2 separate regions of the Mus musculus genome follow, and region 1 is linked to region 2. The links are chromatin contacts, called in public Hi-C maps. All regions are on one chromosome and are shown on one strand. Each heading gives the region's core, a stretch centred on a gene start, on an enhancer-like site or on the middle of the called end of the contact. The rest is flanking DNA. Distances are from core to core; before and after follow the strand shown. Region 1 holds the start of Abhd13 (abhydrolase domain containing 13). Region 2 holds the start of Zfp958 (zinc finger protein 958).

The links. Hi-C and Micro-C count contacts between places; a contact is called where the count stands out from the background.
Region 1: a contact with region 2 is called in a Hi-C map of muscle stem cells, with 7 times the contacts expected there. The contact joins the promoter of Abhd13 here to the promoter of Zfp958 in region 2. A contact is called at or near these places in 2 of 484 Hi-C or Micro-C datasets (CD8 T cells and muscle stem cells).

The regions. Positions count from the first base shown.
Region 1 is chr8:9,976,316-9,979,275 of GRCm38.p6, reverse strand. Abhd13 (abhydrolase domain containing 13) reads right to left here and starts at 1,559. Exons shown (of 2, transcript NM_001081119.1): 1 at 1,257-1,559. It also overlaps a transcript of Lig4 not described here.
Region 2 is chr8:4,611,712-4,615,055 of GRCm38.p6, reverse strand. Zfp958 (zinc finger protein 958) reads right to left here and starts at 1,886. Exons shown (of 4, transcript NM_145591.5): 1 at 1,778-1,886. The coding sequence starts at 1,780.

The sequences.
Region 1 (2,960 bases), core at 310-2,809, 5.4 Mb before region 2:
ATATAATAAGGTATTAGGAAGCCTGCCACTCACCAAACATTCTAATTACAAGAACTGGGGCTTGCCCTAGATCTAAAGTGGGGTGTTTTAGGGGCCTCGGGTTTTCCTGAGGCAGATCAACAATTATAAGAAACTGGAATCTTGGGAGGATGAACGAACTAGAGAAACAAAGACTTGACAGCCCAGTGCCTGAGTTTCTGAACTGTCTGGGAGAGCATCCAACGTTCCGGCGAAAGGCAGCAGGCCAAGTGCTACCTGTGGCTGTACATGTACAAGTCAGCTAGCCTTCTGCTTGCCCGGTCTTTCTAATACCTATTTCCAGGATGTGGTGATAAAATGCTGCCACCTCTGAGTCAAAATTCAAGCATTTTCTTATCTATCGCAGCAAAGCAAGTCTCAGTAAGCACTGCGAATCCCAGTTAAATCACGGCAGTGACTCAAGTTATTAGAGTGAAGCTTTATTTTTCTGTGGAGACCCAGCTCAGACTACAGGTCCTCCAGCAAGCTTTCCTCGGACCTCGTTCCCAGTGTCACCAGTTCCATCCTGTAGCCTGGGCCGACTCATGTGGCACTATTTACTAAGGGGGTGATGAGCCTGCTTATATAGGCTGGGAGTTCCGTGATGGCAGTGACCTTATGTTACTCCATCGGACGCTTTCAACGCGTAGCAAGGCCGAAGGTACAGAGCAAGTCCAACTCAATCCCAGCTCAACTGAGTCAAGTCTTTGGTAGCACAGCTGTGACATAACTCTGCACTGCCAATCATTAATTCTCAGTGAGATAAAACAGTGCTTTAGAGAAGAACATGTCTAAGCACACACACACATAAGGACTAATTCATGCCAAAAGACAGAGCAGATCGACAAAAAACAAAACAAAACCCAACGTTCAAACTTAAAGCCAGTGTGTCACTTGGTTCCTGCTGCCTGGTAGACAAGTGCACAACTAAAGGTTTACTTTAGGTTGCCAGCTCAGCCAAGCACACTCCCTGATGCATTCTCGCTTCACACCAATGGCTAAAAAAAAAAAGAGGCCCAGTGACTTCAAGTGTGCGACAACTCTCTGGATTTTATGGCCCCGTCGCCCGCAGCTGCGAGGTTAGCAGGTCTGCACCTGTTACAGACAAACGCGCCCAGTCCCTCCGACCCAAGCCCGGGGTTTGCTGGCCGACTGTTCTGGGAGTAGATACGGGCTCCCGAATCCGAGCTGCGGGGTGAGGAGGTCGGGGAGGCCGCCCGCGTCCCCGCCGCACTTACTCAGGCTCGCGGGCGGGCTGCGCAGTCGGCCGCGGGCTCGGAACCCGGCTCCGCGCTGCAGCGAGGCCCCGCGCCGCCCCCGCCGCTCCTCATCGTCTTCCTCCCGCCGAGGGGCCGCCGTCGCCACTGTCTAGCCCGGAGCTCCTGCGGCGCGGCGGGCCCAGCTGGCGCAGCCTCCACTTCCGGCTCGCGCGCGGTGTCCCTGGCAAATAACCCCGCCGGCCCCCACATAACCTGTTCTCCAGCTTCCTCCCGGGAGCGCGAAGCCAACCTGTGCACCCCTATGCGCATGCGCAGGACACTGGGCTCCGCCTTCATGCTACGGTAGCCCGTAGGGGCAAGATACATCTCGGCGTTTCCAGTCAACTGCTGCCTGAACACATTTCGGAGAACAAGGAGTTTCTCTTCTCTCCTCTTCTCCCCTCCTCTCCCAAATGTGCCTGCTCTTGGCTATGCTCTTTCACTTATCTGCACTAAACTTTCTCTTCCACCATGCCTAACTTTCAGGTAGTTATGCCCTTCCTTTTTACTTTTTTTTCCCCCCACTCTGAGGATAAAACAAATTTGGTTCTCCATTAACCATGCAGCTAAAAAGCACATTAGAGCAAGAGCTTTGAATTAACTAATAGCTTTTCTCGGCTCATAATTTGTGGTTCTTTCGTATCAGTAAAGCAGAGCCCGACCTGTGCCTGACGTCGGAGCGCAGGAGCAGTTGAATAAGACACGGATGTGTAAGAGTTGTACAAGCTGTACGAGCACCGCTGATGCTCCTGTACAGTAACGTGTGGCTTTGCAACACCACAGGGAAACTATCGTGAGACTAAGGGAAACTACAGAGAAAATAACTGGCCACACGGAGCCGTAGGATCTGGCCCCACTTTAAACTAGCCCTGGACTGTCGGCCTTGTGAAATGCAGCGTAAACACATTAGACAACCCCTGAAAGCAATTGACACTCTAGTGTCTCACCAGGACTGCAAAGTTTCACCTTCAAAGAAAGTGTTCCCCACACTTTGCCTATAATTTCTGAACTCTTATTGGTGGAGTAGGGCAGGTCATAGCCACCAATGCCAGTGGAAAGTAAGAGTTTCTGAGACGTGGAGCGTACGTTTATACTTCTATTTTGAGTATCTAGTATAGTTATTGAGTGACAGTAAGGTGTTCAATAACACTATCAGCTAGCTTTATTCCAAATCACCGAGCACCATTGAAAAGCCTTTAGTCCATGTAAGTATGTTTCTGCGCCATGAATTATTTATTACTATGTAATACATAATTATTTTTATTATTATGTATTATTTCTGCACAGTGAAAAGGCTACCAAGAACACAGAACCTGAATTAATTTTGCAAAAGTCTTTTTCTGGAGCCCTAGACTTTTTAGGTGGGAGGATTCTCTTCTGTCCTGGAAGTCTTCAGAAGCCAGTCCTGTCAGGGCAGCAACCCAGGCTCCAAGTTCCTCAAATTCGGCTCAACGATGACATCCAGCGGCGAGGGACCGAACATCCTTTGCTACAGGCAGAGACAGTGGAGGCGCGCTGCGCAGGCGCTCTGAGCCGCCGCGCCGGCCCGCCCCTGCCTCGCCTGTGCCTTTAAAAGCCGGCAGGCTCGCCTGTTCCCACTGCGCCTGCGCGGCAAGCAGCTGGCGGAAACGCCCGGCCGGCTTCTTGTGGCGGCAGCTTCCGGTCGGAGTGGGGCGGGGCAAC
Region 2 (3,344 bases), core at 637-3,136:
AAACCCAGTGATACACCTACTCCAACAAGGCCACACCTACTCCAGGAGGACACCACCTTCTAAAAGTGCCACTCCCTGGGCTAAGCACAGTCAAACCATTACAGAGAAGGAGCTCTATTTTATTCTCAATAAATCAGGGCCTTAAGGAAAGCTGCCAAGTCCTAGGCCTCAGACTGTTACTAGCTCTGAATGCATGTTCCTGGGCCTGAGAAAAAGCTATGTCATTCTCCATACATGAGGGCTTCATGGAAAGCCTTGCTTTATCAGGACAGCCCTCAACACAACCAAGCCCTTTCCTTTCAAAGAGTTATCACCTAGCGTACTCTTGCCCATATGGCAGAACAAGAAGAAAATATACCTGTAGAGTACATCAGGTCTTTTTTTTTAATACAGTATTTCTTTCTTTCTTTTTTAAAGATTTACTTATTTGTTATTTATATGAGTACACTGTAGCTGTCTTCATGCATACCAGAAGAGGGCATCAGATCCCATTACAGATGGTTGTGAGTCACCATGTGGTTGCTGGGATTTGAACTCAGGACCTCTGGAAGAGCAGTCAGTGCTCTTAACCAGTTGGTTATGACCCTGTAATGCCCCCTGAGAGCAGCTTGATAGAGGCCTGTTTTTAGACCTAGTGGCTGGTTGTAAATCAGGGGAGTGTCCTTTGTTATGGTTTGGAACCATATTTCAGGACAATCCTAGTCAACAAACATGTGTATCCTAGCATCTTAATCTCTAACAGGTCTGGTTAGCATACTACTTCTCTGTAGGAAGTCTTAGCTTGATAGCCGGGCGGTGGTGGCTCACGCCTTTAATACCAGCACTTAGGAGGTAGAGGCAGGCAGATTTCTGAGTTCGAGGCCAGCCTGGTCTACAAAGTGAGTTCCAGGACAGCCAGAGCTACACAGAGAAACCCTGTCTCGAAAAAGCAAAGAAAAAAAAATTATTTGATATCACTTACTCTTTCTAAGCACTGGTAACTACTTCACATCATCTTCTACATTACAGCTAGATATTGGAGTGCTGCTACACAGCACTTGAGATACCTTGTACAACCTCCACAAGATTAACTCCAAATGGATCTTACACCTAAATGTTAAATGCTAAGAACTTGTAGAAGACACTAGAGAAACTAGGGCTATCCAAGTTTGTCTTCCTGCCAAGGATGTTTCTACACAGAAGACCCTGCTTCAAATGCACTGATCCAGCCTCCAAAGTGAAGTAATTCTGAGGCCACCACGAGGTCCAGGGAGTGACTAGAGACCAGAGGGGGTGCAACAGGCTGCCGCTTCCCACTCAGCCCCAGGAAGGACCTACCACTCCAGCTCCCAGCTGCTCAGTCGCCTGCTTCTCCCCTTTGCAGACTATGACCTTGCGCTCACAATATCAAGATTTTGGATCTTGTCTGATTTCCCCTCACAGCATCCAGCAGCAGCACACAGAGCACAGCACACCAGATCAGTCAAACCTGCTCAGCTACAGAACGGAACCTGCAGCAGGGCACCCCGGGGGAGCTGGGGGGGGGGGGGAGACCCTCCTCCTCTTCTGACTGGCAGGTGTGCCTGCAGGCCCTGATTGACCAACAAGTCTTGAACATCTTGAGTACCTCCGTTAGGGTTGGAGCGTGCTGAAGTGTCCAGGGCCAGACCATTTCCAGATATACAAAGATCCGCATTTCCAAAGTCCTTGTGCCTTCCCACCCAGCCTCTGGGGAGGACCCACCACTCTCACTCCGGCTGCTCTTCCCCTTGCCGTGGGGAAGTGACCCTGCTCTCACCATGCCGTGACTGCAGAGCTTGCCTGAGCTCTCCTAGCCGCACCAAACAGCAGTACACAGAGCACGTCACACGGAACCGTTCGAGCTTCTCAGCGGCGGAGCTGGACTTGCAGTATGGCACCCGGAAGAACCCGCCTCTTCTGACTGAGAGGCCTTCCTGGAGAACCTGATTGGCCAATGAGTCTTGAGTGACAGGAACACATCCCTTTGGGTTAGAGTGTGTTAAAGAGACAGAGCATAGTGGTTCCTGGGCCAGGCTTCCACGCCGAGGACCGACCTTTCCCAGATATGCAGAGATTCGCATTTCAATAGCACTTTTTCTTGTCCTCCAATAGCTACCACAGCCAGCCCTTAGGGAGGCCCTGCCACGGACCACCCCAGTCGGGTATGAGGGTTCCTGGGAAGAGGATCCTCGAAGGCTAGGTGGGTAAGGATTTGGCGGTGACAAAACAAACACAGAGGCAGTTTGAATCTGAATATATTTTGCAGTCCTCATGCAAGGGTTTTTATGCATAAAGAAACAAATATTACAACTCTGAGCAGATGTGTTCAGTGAAGCAGTCAGATAGAACATATATCATCATAGTCATTTGGCACAATAAAATACAGAATCATCCAAGAATTACAACTTCTCAAAAAGTGTGTTCATTGACGCAATCACGGATAGAACAGGTAATGAAAGAACTCAGTGGGGAAACCCCCACTCAGCTCCCGATTCGGCGTGCACCCAAGAATCGCGAATAGAACACAACACCTTGATGTAACAACAAGAGGTTTTTTAATGGCGGAGCTCCGGGTCGAAACGTATCTCACACAACAGGAGACAGTGGATTCGACCACGAGGCTTGGAAGCTAGGGGTTTTTATAGAAAAGGAGTGGGGCTGGGGGAGGAATTGGCGCGGTTTCACATGATTGGTCCATTTAAACATCAGCAGCCTGTAACATTTAACTTAGGTCAGAGGGGTGGGAGCTAGGGAGGCGATGGGCTTGCCCGGGCATGTCCTGGTCTGTTCTGCTGTGTTCTCAGCCCCAGGTTTCAAAGCTCACAAACAACTCTTTGGGCTATTTAACATACATTACATGAATTACAGTTTTATTTCCTTTCAGTAACATCATTGTTATTTGGCACAATAAAAATCATCTAAGGCTAGTGGCAAATTTCCAAGAAGAAATTAATACATTTTTAAGGTCAGTTATTGTTTAACATTTAGTACCTGATTTTTTGTAAATCTTCAAAGCATAAATTTAAACTATTTTAATTCTTTTTATTTAAAGGCTTCCTTAAACAATTTACCAAAGCCTACTTCCGATGATGTAAGACCCCGAGCAGTGACAGTAGGGGGCTTTTAACAGCTAGCTGAGGAATTGGGAGGAGTTTGGAGGAGAGTTGAGAGGAGTTGGGAGGAGATAGGAAGAGTTGGGAGGAGTTGGGAAGAGTTGGGAAGAGTTGGGAGGAGAGTTGGCTACAACTCTTTAGCCTCCTCTCTGGTGTCTATCTCCATGTCCTTGTAGGTCTTCCTACAATTATCGCATCTCTGGCTGTAAGGCACAGAAACAAAAAGGCTTT